2 separate regions of the Sus scrofa genome follow, and region 1 is linked to region 2. A link is a contact called in public Hi-C data. All regions are on one chromosome and are shown on one strand. The core of a region is the stretch at or near the end of the contact, and the rest is flanking DNA. Distances in the headings are between cores, read along the strand shown.

Region 1 (6,283 bases), core at 3,644-6,143, 50 kb before region 2:
CTCATTGTCGTGCCCCTTCCCCACCTGGACCAGTCTGGGCTGCTCACTTCCTGCTAGAGAAGGAATGTCGCCCATTCCTCACCCGGCCACCAAATAACCTGTTCCCCACGCAAATAAGGACCAATCAGAAGACCAATCAGAAGATGGAATCGGGTCTTCAGGCCGCATTGTGGGGTGTAAAGCTATTGCAGAGTGAGTCCTTTTTAACCTGCGTGCACGTGAGTCCCCTCTCGCTTCCTGAAAATGTACTTTCACTTTAATAAATTTGTAAAACATCCTCCGTTTTAGTGCTTTGTTACAGTGAGATGGGGGCCCGAGGAGGTGATGGGTATTGCCTCCATTCCCACAGGCTCCAAACTGCCCAGTCTTTTTCTCCTCCTCTCTCCCTCCCAGAGATCCGATTGCCAAGCCGTGCCTTCTCCTATGGGATTTCTCTAGCTCCCTCTCCTCTGCCCTCCTGCCTCCTGCCCATCTGTTCCAGGGGTTATTTCTGGCACCCCTCACCTGTCCGTCACCCAAGTCCATCCAATTCCCAATTGATTCATCCGTTCATCTCCAAAACAGAGAGAGCTTTGCTCTCCTCATGCTTCCCCCTCCCTGGAGAAACGGCAGGGGCTTGGGTTGTGGAGTGGGGCGTCCCAGGGCTGGGACTACTGGTCAGAGCCCCTCCGTGTGCAGAAGGGAAACGGAGGCTCAAAAATGAACGGACTGACCCAGGGTCCCCTGTAGAGCCTGGAAATCCAAATTTCACTTGGCCTTCAAGGTGCCCTTCCCTCCAGCTCGATCCTCCTCCCTTATTCATGCAGTTATTCGACATATTTTTCTGTGCCAGGTACTGATCTAAGCATTGGAGACACAACAGTGTACAAAACAAGCAAAGATCTCTGTCCACACATGTTGGCGGAACTCAGCCTCTGCGCACCGGTGCCGAATAGAAATATGGAGACAGTTTGGGGCAAAGGAGGGTCACAGCAGCCTAATGCCTCAAAGACTCCCTATGGGAGATTGGGAGGTGGTTTTATAGTTTGAGGAGTGAAAAATAGGACTGCAGATAAAGATCAGGGTAGAAGCAAGCTTGCATTGTTTTCAAAGCTGCTAATCAGTGGTCTGGTGGTCCTTCTTTCTGGAAGGAAGAACGCTTCATTAACATCTTCCATTTGTGGGAGGTTTTCATTCTGCAGAACTCAAAGATACTGTTCTCTGTATTCCTGAAGGAGGACCCTGCCCCAGAGCTGCACTATTGTCTCTTGACGGCTCCTCCCTTGTCTCTGCATCCCCTCCCTTCCCTGACTAGCAATTAATTGAACCCACTTTTTAGAACTCAGGGAAGGTCATGGAGACTGAAGTTTACTCCCTAAAAATAAGAAATGGGGGACACAGAAAGGCTTGTGTGCCCAGAGGACTCACAGGGCCCTGCTTGGTTTCGTATGGAGTCCTGTCCTAGCAGGAAGAGGGCAGACAGAGAGATAAAATAAATTTACTCAGACGGGGCGTTCCTGTTGCAGCCCAGCAGAAACGAACCTGACAAGTATCCATGTGGACACGGGTTCGATCCCTCGCTCAGTAGGTTAAGGATCTGGCGTTGCTGTGAGCTGTGGTGTAGGTCATAGATGTGACTCAGATCTGGCATTGCTGTGGCTCTGGCGTAGGTTGGCATAGTTCTGATTAGATCCCTAGCCTGGGAACGTCCATATGTCACGGGTGTGGCCCTAAAAAGCAAAGCAAAGCAAAGCAAAACAAAGTCAGATGGTGAGGAGCACGGGGAGCGCAGACAGGGGATGACGCAAGTCTAGAGCAGACAGAAGAACAACTTGAGAAACACCTGGAGATGCAGGAAGTGAACCTCAGGCATGTCAGGGAGAGTGTTCTGGACCCAGGGAACAGCCAGGGCAGCTCTGGGAACCTCACTTTCTCGCCGGCACACCCAGCACCTGGGCCAATGGGACAGAGACTTTCTGGGGGTGGGCTGCCCCCAGGGGGAGAAAATGAGTGGGCACATACTCAGGCTCTCAGTCCTGGCTTCGGGGAGGCGGAAGCCCCGAAGCCCCTCTGGCCATGGCCACATGTGGCTGCGCTGCCACCTGTCATGGGTGTGGATACCTGGGGTGTTGAATCGTTAGGAAGGAGCTTCACATCAACACATCACTCCCCTGGTTCCAGCCCTGCTCCAACCCCACTTCACCCACACCTGCAGAGGATGCTTCTGGGCCTCTGTCCCCATTTCTGGGACCCTGGTCCAGTCTGTGTGTCCTTGGCCTCCCTGACTCAGCGGCCCTTGAAACTTGCCCATCGAGTCCCAGGACAGTGGTCTCCTTCCTGCGGACATGGGCACAGTATACGGTCCAAGGCTGAGCAGAACCCACTCCATCTCCCTTCCGCCCCATCTGGGCACCGAGGGCGATAGCAGGGAAAGGAAGCCTCCAGCCAAGTGCCTGGCAGTAGAATGTGCTGGAACTTTCTTTCTCTTGGGAGCTCAGCCTTTTCTCCTTCCAGCTCTGCTATGTTTGAGACACCTGCCCTGGGATCCTCTGCCCTGGACTCTCTGGCACACACCCTGAACTGAAAGGGTTTGCCAATTTCAAGTTTGCCTCCTACTAAGAAAGCTTAGGTAAGTTCCTTAACTCTGCTGAGCCTCAGGGCCCTTGAATATAAAAGCAAACAAAAAAACCCAACACCAAACCAACCAAAACAGCCCTACTTTGGTGACTTTTTATGAGGCCGAGAGGAATAACATTAAAGTCCCTGGCCACAGGCCTGGCACATAGTAGGTCCTGGGTAAGCCCTGGCTTCCTTCCTCCTCTCTAAGGTCCAGTGACAGGACACCGCCCCAGAGGCCAGGGTCCACCTGGTCACCTCTGTCCTGGGCGCCCAGCAGTGGACTGTATCCATTTTAGGCACTTAATTAATATTGAAGAGAGGTCTCCTCTTCACACGACATTCCCAGGTGGCTTGTTAGTGTGAAAATAATTTTCTTGTAAGGAAATCAAAGAAACCCTGATACATATTGGCTGGACTGATAGACGTATGTATCACCCCGCATCACTCACTGGGGCGACACAGCCGTCCAGTTAGCCGGGTTTTCTGTGGGTTAGCACTGGAAGTCCTGTCTCAGAAAAGGGCTCGGCCCCAGGTAGACAGCGACACCTGGTCACCCTGTCACCAGGTCCACAAGGCTCAGCTCAACACAGAAGCCGGCTTCCTCAGGCTTCTGCTCCCAGTTCCCATTCCTAACTCCTTGGCTCCTGAAGGGGGGTGGGGTGGGCAGAGAGAGGGAGAGTGGAGGAAGGAGGGAGGGTAGCACCCCTTTCCCGCTTGACATCCAGATCAGGGCAGTGCGAGCTCCCGGCCACGCCCCTTTGCCAGCTCTGGTCTCCCTGAGCACAGGCGCGCCCCCTGGTGTCAGAAGGTTTATTGCTCACACTCCTAGCAGGATCCACAAACCCCAGTTCTGCACGGCGTGTGAATGAGGATTAGATGTTTCATCATGAGAGAGGAACCCCAAATTATGAGACTTCGAGTTTATATGGAGCACCTGGCACAGTGGCTCATCTTTTTCTCTAGAGAGAGACCTTTATTCTGGGACGTAAATTCATCTTCTCCAGGGAGGGAGGGGAAGGAGGGAAGCGAATCTCTCTGGAGCTGACACACTGACTCCGGAGCTGTGTCAGTTCTTCAATTGCCCTGGAACAAAGCTTGGGCGGTTCCCTTTCCTAGAAAGCCCAAACCATGCAGAAACGTGAAAATATTCATGGAGAACTGCCTCTCAACAGAGAGGACAGTGCAAACATGAAACAAAATTAATAGAGTGGCTCGGGTTGCTGCAGTGGGCATGGCCAAAAAAACCAATTAATATGTTATAAATAAGAAATGCTTGGAGAAGAAATCTCTTAAATTAAAAACACGAAGGGATAAAAACTTGAAGGACAGAGGAATGGATGAAAAAAGATGGAAGATATCTTTGAGGAATCAGAACAAAATCGACAAAAAGATAGAAAATGATAGAGAAAAGGTATGAAAATAAGATAAACACATTAGGTTCACTATCCAACTAATTAGAAAAACAGAGGGGGGAAAAATAAAGAAGTATTTATCAAAGCAATTGCCAGAACTGGAGAGCAGGGTCCACACTGAAAGTGTCTAGGGAGCACCCAGCACAAGGAAAGAAGACAGGCCAGCCCAGGACACGCCATCAAGGTGGGACTTCCTCGACAGTCTCCTGAGAGCTCGGGGTTGGCACCCACACAGCATTTAAAATCAGGGAGTTCCCATTGTGGCTCAGCAGGTTAAGAACCCGACTAGTATCCATGAGGATATGGGTTCGATCCCTGACCTTGCTCAGTGGTTAAGGATCCAGGGTTGCTGCAAGCTTCAGTGTAGGTCCCAGATGTGGCTCAGACCTGCTGTGGCTGTACCTGTGGTGTAGGCTGGCAGCTCCAGCTCTGACTTGACTGTTAGCTTGGAAACTTCCATATACTGCAGGAGTGCCACCCCCTCCCCCCAAAACCCCTGAATTTAAAATCAGGATGGCCTTGGGCCATGGGAAGGACACTTTACTTGGCTCCTTTGCAGCTCTGCATCCTCAGATCTTGAATCCTCAGACCTTTGCACTTCTCTGAAGATCACCTTCCCCCTCTCTCTGCTGCTCTCTGGTCACCACGATCCTCCTCCGGCCTCCTTCCTTAGAGGGCCCAGGACCTCTGGCATTCTCACCCTGCCTTGCCCACGCCTACCCTCAGGGTCGGTTTCTGAGTGCTGAGCCAACCAGGGCTGGGAAGAGCTCCTTATCCCCACCCATGGAGGAGCCCATCAGTGCCTGACTCCCACCCCATGGTCACTGAGAGCCCCACGTGACTATCTGAGACAAAAGTTTCCTGCCCCCAGGGGAATGTTGTGTCAGTGCCCCCAGGAAGCCCCAGAGCGGACATCTCCCTTCCCAGCCATGGGCCCCCACCTGCTCCTGCTGCTGCTTCTGGGACTAGCAGGTAAGGTTCTGAAGGGACCATGATCACTCCCCACACCCAGGAATAACTGGCATGACATGGCAACAATAGTAGGTGTAAGCCCAGAAGGTCGATCTCTAGATCCCGGTGCCCTGTGCAGTTGGGTGGGCCTGGAGGCATCCCGTCCTACCCTCCTCAACTTTCCCTCCCCAGGCCAGGGCTCGGCTGGCAGCCTCCCTGAGCTGCTGCAGGCGCCCGTAGGGAGCTCCATCCTGGTGCAGTGCCACTACCGACCCCAGGACCTCAGGGCTCGAAAGGTGTGGTGCCGGTTCCTGCAGGGGGTATGCCAGCCCGTGGTGTCGTCAGTGGTGGACCGCCGGACCCCGGCTGGCAGCCGCATCTTTCTCACCGACATGGGGGGTGGCCTGCTCCAGGTGGAGATGGTTACCCTGCAGGAGGAGGATGCCGGGGAGTACGGCTGCCTGGTGGAGGGGGCCTCGGGGCCCCAGACTGTGCACAAAGTCACTCTGGACGTGCTCCCCGCAGGTGAGTTATCCTGGCTGGGCACTACCCCTCTGATCTGCCTTCTCACCCCCATCTGCTATTCTTGGGTCCTTGGGGGCCGGAGGTCCTGGTAGGGGAGGAATTGGGAGAAGATATCCTTTTGACAGCTCTGCAGGGAACGGAAACCAAACTAAGTGAGAAGTCGGAGATAAAGAGCCAAATAGTGCCCCCTCACCCCGCCTTTGTGGCACAAGTGGGTCTCCCCACAGGAAGTCACTCCTCCTTCCCCGCTGATGGCCTTGGCCTCCCCATCCAGCATTTTCAATACACTTGATGCTGGTTTTTTTCCCTTATAATTTTTTTTTTCTTTTTAGGGCCACACCCACAGCATAAGGAAATTTCTAGTCTAGGGGTCAAATCAGAGCTGTAGCTGCTGGCCTACACCACAGCTCACAGCAACACCAGATCCTTAACCCACTGAGCAAGGCCAGGGATCGAACTCAGGTCCTCATGGATAGTAGTCGGGTTTGTTACTGCTCAGCCATAACTGGAACTCCTGGAATTTTTTAATCTTCCAGGTTTCTGTTCCTCTAACCATAAGTTCAATGGTTTGCAAATCACTGAGTTTATATCTTATTTAATTTTTCTAAAGTCTTCACTGAGCATCTAGTACATGCCTCACCTACAGGCAGGGAACATTCCGCACCTGAATTCCTTCAACTCATTCAGGTTTTTTTGGTTTTTGTTTTTTGTTTTTTGTATTTTGTCTCTTTTTAGGGCCGCTCCTACGGCATATGGAGGTTCCCAGGCTACGGGTTGAATCAGAGCTGTAGCCACCG
Region 2 (7,230 bases), core at 228-2,727:
AGACACAAACTGAGGGACACCTTATTTACTAATTAATACAAACATGCAAAGTACAAATTAAAATTAGCATTTTTCCCCCTTTCTGAACACTGAGTCAACAGATGTGAGATTGAGGAGAATGACAGATACAGGCAAAGATCTAGCTTGTTCGTGGCAAACCTGAAGAAATAAAAGAGGAGTGACAGCAAAGGAATGACCCTTTAGTATCTGTTTTAAAGTACCCCAGGCGTCCTTGTGTTGCAAACCCTCAGGAGCCCAGCACACCTCCTTGCTCCCCTACAGTGGTCACTCACGCTCCACGATGTCACTAATGTAATAGCTGAAGATGTGGGCCAGTTTGTCCATGTCATGTTCCAACTTGCAGCTCAGGCTGAACCTGTCCATTAATGCTGTAAACCCTGACCAACAAAGCACAAATGACTACGTTAGCTGCAAATCCTAAACTTTTAACCCCTAACCCCTCCACACATCAGGCCAGTGTGAAGGAAGCATATCTCTTCAAGATGAGTAATTTCATTATCCTTGCTAAGTTCCTTAGCAAGTACTCAGAGCCAGGCTGATTGCTGCTGCCTCTGGGAGTGCAGAGCAGCCCCCCCGCCCCCACGTTTCTAGAAGCTGCAGATGGTGAAGATTCATCCACAAGTGACTTTTTCCTCAGAATCCAGTTACTCCTTTCCCATCATACCCTCTTAAGACTCCCTGGCCAAGGGAAACGACAGGATTCTCTTGCTCTGTGAGGGAGAGAGAAATCACTGACAAGGAGAATGGATTAAAAACCTTTATGGAGAACTTAAAATGGTGAGCTGAGCTCCTTGAGGACAGGCACCTGAATCACTCATCTTTATATCCATGACACATAAAACTCCATAAATATCTGTTAAATGAAGGCCTCTCATAGTAGCTACTAAGTCTTTTAACTCCTAGAATAAAGGCAGGCACATACTTATAGACCCAAAGAAGGAATTACTGAGCAAATAAAATCATTGGATTAGGTGGATGCTTACTGGGAAATGTTCGGGATTGGGGGAAAACTTGGGTTCAAAACCTGTTATGGCTTTAAAGTCCTTTCTCCTTTCTGAGCCTCAATTTCACCATTTCTGAAGTGAACTCGGGATACATAAGGTCGTCCCGAAAGGCGTCCTCCTGCTCTGAAAATGACCCTGTTTCCCGCGGAGGCAGCGGAAAGTGCAGTGAAAGAGCGCCTTAGCTCGCTCCGGGGCCAGGCCGGTAACTGCCGAGGCCTCTACGAGCTGAGGCCCAACGGCTGCCCCTCCTGCAGGCCGGGGAGAGCGACGCTCCTCCCCTTGTCCTCACCCGTCACGTGGACGCCAAGGAGGACGCCCTGGGCCGTGGCGAGCTCGGGTTCTGATCCCCCGGGCTTCCTGAAAACCAGCAGGTCGGGCAGCAGCGCCGCCAAGCGGGCCTCTACTGGCCACTGAGGCGGCACCGCCTCCCGCTCGCCGGTCGCCATGGCGGCGGCGGGGCTGCCCGCCAAGCTACCGGAAACAAGTTTACTCCGAATAGTAGCCAATCCGCAACCACGGCCCTTACGGTCCCTCCCACCAACCAATCAGCGCGGGGATCCTTGGGTCAGTACCAATGGAAAGCCGCCGGAGGCCCCGCCCCAGCTGCTTCCCATTGCCTTTTTCCCTCGCTCTGGCTTCCGGGGGGGAGGGGCGGAAGGCGGGCAAGGGCGGAGCATATAGTTAATAGCTGAAATTTTTGATCTCCTTGAAAACTGGTGATCCTTCCACGACGAAACTAATCACCTGGGATAAATTCAGTAGGGTGGTCTTTTCCCCTTACCACTAAAGTAGGAATTTCGTTTCTAGGTCGTCTTTTTAGTTTTCTAAGGACAAGCAAATTCAGGATACTTTTTAAATACACACCGAAGCTATTTAACAGTCCTTTTCCTTGTTAGGAAGTTTCTTCCACTTCTGTTGTCTGCCAGGATGGATCACTGGATCTCATGGGATGCTCCCCGGGGGCGTTTTTTCTCAAGTAAGTCCCTGACTTGAGTGTGAAAATGGCACATCTGAAGCTGCCAGTCCATTGCTCAGATTTGTGAATACAAAACAATAAAAGGATGAGCATGTTGTGATTTCTAACCATCAGAAAATGCATGTTTTTTAACATAAATAAAAACAATCTAAAAATTACGTCTTCACTTCTTTAGTTCTACAACACACCATAAATTGAGGCTGTTTTGGTGAAAACTAAAGGGCTAATCTTACTAATGGAATTACTTTCATTATGTTTTCATTAACACTTGCAGTGAGAAGACCAAATGTATGATCAGCCCACAGATGTCAGAATCTCCTTAGTAGGGTGGGAGGACCAAAAGGGAAGGAAAAGAGACCAAGGGGAGATACACAGCTGAGATGCTGGACAACCTCTGTAAGTTTGACACACTGTCCACAGAACTTGCATGTGTATTTATGGTTTACCAACCATTATAAACATAACCCAAGGGATGTAGACTCCTCAAAACTCAAGACACTTTTTAGCATTTTTATAAATTTATTTATTTTAAAAAATAACAATTGAAATGACATCAATGATCCATCACCTGTGCTCCCCTACTGCTGGGAGGAAAAAAACCTGTGTAGTTTAGTCCCAAAGGAAAATCAAGACATTATTATCAGGCACTCATTAGCCAGAAAAATGCTCTGTTGGTCCAGTGGTAGAGACACTGACATGTTCGATGTACCAGTGCAATTAAAATATATACATTTACAATTATCCTGCAAAAAAAAAAACCAAAAAACAAAAAAACCAAACCCAAGAAACACTCAAGAAGTGAAAGAACTACACATTAAACTAGTTATTCACTCATCCATTCATTCTTTTTGCATCTATGAAGTAATCACTACAGTCTCAAGGACAAATGGATAAAAGAATTTCTAGCAACAAAGAAAAAAAATCCAAACTTCAGTCCCACTTTGTGGGTTATTACGTGCTAAAATGACCACAATAAAGGGGCCATGAGCTACCTGAAATGCAATGACAAAATGACAACTGATGCATTTCATTTCAAATAAACCAAACTCAAACTCATGAAAAAAAAAAAAAAAAACCCAAAAAACAAAACCCACCCCCCCACAACAAAAATGAGGTTGGTATTATTATGTACAAACTTACAGACACAAATAAATAGCATTTTAGAACTAGGTGTTGGCTTAAGTACTAGAAATTAGATCTGAGTAATTTCTTTCTGAACTCTGCATGAGTATTAAAGAAACCAAAGGATATAAACTCCTCATTGCTTTTAGTAACCTATCATCTGAAAAACTTAGGGCTTACCACCTGAATCTCACATAAGGAGCCAGAAGTTTCTAGTAAGCCTACCTGGAAGCCAGGACAGATGACTAGATTCAAGGGATGAGGGAGATACTCCACTTCCTGCTTTCTTTGCATAGTTCTATACCTCCATTTCTACCATTACAATGATTCCCCTTTGTGATGATTTCTTTAGAGGATTTAATTTCCTTTCCCTCTTAACATAGGTAGAGTGAAATCAAAGAGCGAGCCAATCTCTACTCTCGGTATTTAAATCAAACCCAAATGTTCTCCAAAAGAACTAAGTTTCCCTTCTTTGTTTCCAGAGAAGGCAGCAACTCTTCCCAAATATCATCTCGGTTCTCCCAAGGTTCCACATCTAGAAAACAAACAGATTATTCAGGCACAACCCATTCTGGGAACCATGGCCCGGTTCCTGACCCTGCAGGAATCCACTTCCAGTCCACAGTTCATCACCAGAATGGGGATGCAATGTGAAAACCTTTCTGCTCAAGGCTTATGGAGAAAAGGGGAAACAAACAGAAACCGGCACCAAAAAATCAGCTGCCATGGGAAGAACAAGAATGTTTGCTCTGTGGGGCCGGCACAAAGCACAGCAGGAGTGAAGCCAACATCCACCTCGAACTCTAGCAGGTAACCTGGAATGTGTCCAGATTAGCTGATTGAACAGTGCTTTCCAGAAATTGTCAAGGACCAAATCAGACTTCTCCCTTTCAAACGTGCTTGTTAAAAGATTGTAGTATAAATGTAAATTATTCTCTTCATCTTAACAATCCATCCCAGGCATCAATCCACTGGCGAATCATGCTATATGACAACACAAGGGTATGCATACTACTCTCTTTGTCCTTCTAGACTGAAACACACACGAACCTTTCTAGTCCCCAAATGCTGTCACGGAGCCTATGATTGAGAATCTCTCTAGTTTTGCTGTTTAGGAGTTACTACAAATGTCCTCAGGACTTCAGCACAGAAGTTGTGTAATTTTGTTCTCTACTTAGGAAAGGCAGTTTCAAGATCCAATACCCTCAAATTGTCCTAAAAGTCAAGAACTGTGGTCCATATGACCTGTCAACAGACAAGTAGACAACAACTTGTCAAAGCTAAGAGATCCAGCAATTTCTACGTTTAGTGCTTGAGTCTTTTGTCAGTCTATCCCGAGAGTTAACTTTTTCTTGGCCGGTGTCCAAAAATACCAACCTATCATCCGGGTGGACAGAAATTCTTATTATTACCACAGATTAGATGAATGTATCTCAGAGAATTTATTGTTTCCATATCATGAGATGGAGCTTCCTTGCCTGGAAACCATCTCTGAATACAAAGTGTTCATTAGTCAGCCTGAGATCCCCCAGCAGAGGGACGGGTGCTGTTCAGAATCCTTGGGAAAGGAGTGGGCTGCAGCTTCCCTGATTGCAGTTTAGGTTGAGAAGGTCATTCTCCTCTGCGGAGACGGCTGGCTGGCATCACCAGGCAACATAAGTGCTATGTGTGGTACTGCTAGGCTGGCATGGCTCCCTTGCATCATCCCAATCCATGAAATGTCAATGTCACCCACAGTCTGAAGGAAGTCCTGACTGAAAGGGCGAGACAAAGGCTTGCAACTTCAATTTGCCAGATATCACTGCAATTATAATACTGAACCACTTATTAAAAACTAAGTGGTTTCTGTCCTGTAGAAAAGGGCAGAATGTGATCGTCAGTGTCCCGTCGGAAGAGTTGATCAGTTTCCTTGGAACAGTGGGAAACGGTGTGAGGAACATGACCTTGATCAGCTCCATCACATGGCCTGGGGTTAGGACACTCGGATGATCTGTGTCATAGCCTCTTCATCTGCTTGATTTGGATCCTACAAAGAAATAAGTGTAATGATTACAGTCCTTTGCAAAAGCATCTGGGAACTCACTGCTCTCGGTACTTATCACCAAGAGAATACACAGACTTTGCTAAGTTAGCCAAAGGCCTGTAATACATCTAAGCCTGCATACATGGTTTTAAATGCAGCTCTATTAGCAAAGAAGAGACAACAAACCTTATTCTTAAAAAGATTCCAAGTCTGGACTGGCACTGCATTGCTCAACACCTCAGAGTTCAGAGAGTATCTCTTTCCTAAGCAACTGTGTTATGTTCTGCTCTTAAGGATTAAAGGTCCTTAGGCAGTTAAGAAAAAGACCCAGAGAAACCAAGTCATCCTGTATTTTTGTGCCATTATTTCCTGATCATCATATTTAAATACAAGCACTTAGCAGGGCTGGAAAGAACGTTGGAATTTACTTACTTTAATGCACTCCTTTTGTAGATAAACCTGAAGCCTGGATGTGTAAAGTGATTTGCCTGGACTAGAGTCAAAAAGTTAGTGAGGAACCCAGCAAGAACAAACTCCCAAATCTCTTGATTCCCTTTCAATCTTCTTTCCACTAAACTCTGCCTGCCTCTTACTTAAAACCTGCAGTGTCAGGACAAGGATCAGTCCTGGGAAGCTCTATGCAACACTCCAAAATAACCACTTTCAGTTCCCCCACATCAAGGCTCTGTGAAGCCTCAACTGGCATGATCCAAGAAAAAGTTGAAACATTTCTGGAGGTGGACAGATCAGAGGCTTTGAGCAAGAATAATAACTACCATTTACTGAGCTCTCACCATGTACTAGGCACTGGGCTAGGGAGGTGCCTAATGTTAACTTTTTGCATGATATCCCACTATTCTGTTACATTATCAACAGCAGTCCACTTTACAGGTGAAGAAAGTGAGGCTAAAAGAGGCTAAATTAATAGTTTGAGATCTGCTGCAGAAAGAAATGAGGAACTAGCATGCATCCCTGAGCAGGGGACTGCGATGATTAAGAAAGCACTATCTTATAAAGAGCAATCTGAAAATAGTGTAGATGGGATGTGATGGCACACAGAACCACGTACCAGTAAATGGGAGAAACCCATTAATTCAACAAACATTTACTGAATGGGCATTACACTAAATACAATCTGAAACAACAATCCTCTACTCTCTACACAGCTTAGTCTAGTGAAGGAGACAACTACTGACTACTGCACAATCACACAAATAAAACAATATAATTATTATCGTGCTCAAAAGAAAAGGAAGCTGTGAGGAAATTATAGGGTAAAGACAGCCACTCTGGATATGGCCTCTTAGATTTAAACCAAGACCTAGAAGATAAGGAGACAGCCATGCAAAAAAGATGGCGTGAAAAGCTCTACAGACCAGCTATTTAAAAAAAAAAAAAAGGTCCCAGTGCAGGAGACAGACCGACAAACACTATAGCAAGAGCATAAAGACCAAGCGCAGGAGGGAACAGAGCCAGAGGTGGGCAGGAGTGGATAATGAAGAGCCTTGCTGGCCATGGTAAATAAATACTACGACTTTTAACTTAAGTTCAAACAGAAAGGGTGAGAGTGGAAGAGGTTTAAGCAAGACAGTGATGTGATATATGATATATACTTAGAAAGACTGCACTAAGATGTGGAGAATGAACTAGAGGGTACAGGAGGGGAAAAAGGGAGACTAGGCAGCTGTTGTATTAAGTAAAGCAAAGAAGAGAGGGTTAGACTAGGCTGATGGCAGGTGGGAAGGCAAGAAGCTGATTTAGATTATATTTTAGTTAAAACCAAGAGAACTTTAAGAACTGGACAATTCTACCTTTAATAACTGGGTGAATGGACATGTCACTTGTTGAGGTGAGTGTCTGGTGAAGGCATTAAAAAAAAAAAAACAAAACACACACACACACACACACACACACACACACACACAAATCAAGAGTTCTATTTTGGATATACTGACTCAGAAATGCCATTAAGGTACAATTAGTGGAATGAGATGTAAGAACCAGTATGGTTACAGAGTAAACAAGTTCTGGAATTATACTGTCTGGGTCTGAGTTTCAGTTGCACCATTTTATTAAATATTTTA

Evidence for each region. Hi-C and Micro-C count contacts between places; a contact is called where the count stands out from the background.
Region 1: a Hi-C map of skeletal muscle shows a contact between it and region 2, with 6 times the contacts expected there. The contact joins the promoter of TREML1 here to the promoter of LOC100737927 in region 2. A contact is called at or near these places in 5 of 47 Hi-C or Micro-C datasets (embryonic fibroblasts, heart right ventricle, liver and 1 more) and 1 of 2 datasets of contacts at active chromatin or transcription factors (alveolar macrophages).

Annotation. Positions count from the first base shown.
Region 1 is chr7:36,459,321-36,465,603 of Sscrofa11.1, reverse strand. It overlaps TREML1 (triggering receptor expressed on myeloid cells like 1), which reads left to right and starts at 4,893. Exons shown (of 6, transcript NM_001243504.1): 1 at 4,893-4,982; 2 at 5,154-5,486. The coding sequence starts at 4,940.
Region 2 is chr7:36,404,766-36,411,995 of Sscrofa11.1, reverse strand. It overlaps LOC100737927 (adenylate cyclase type 10), which reads right to left and starts at 1,477. Exons shown (of 32, transcript XM_021098668.1): 1 at 1,315-1,477; 2 at 294-398. The coding sequence starts at 1,471. It overlaps NFYA (nuclear transcription factor Y subunit alpha), which reads right to left. Exons shown (of 10, transcript NM_001243295.1): 10 at 4,547-5,149. The coding sequence ends at 5,096.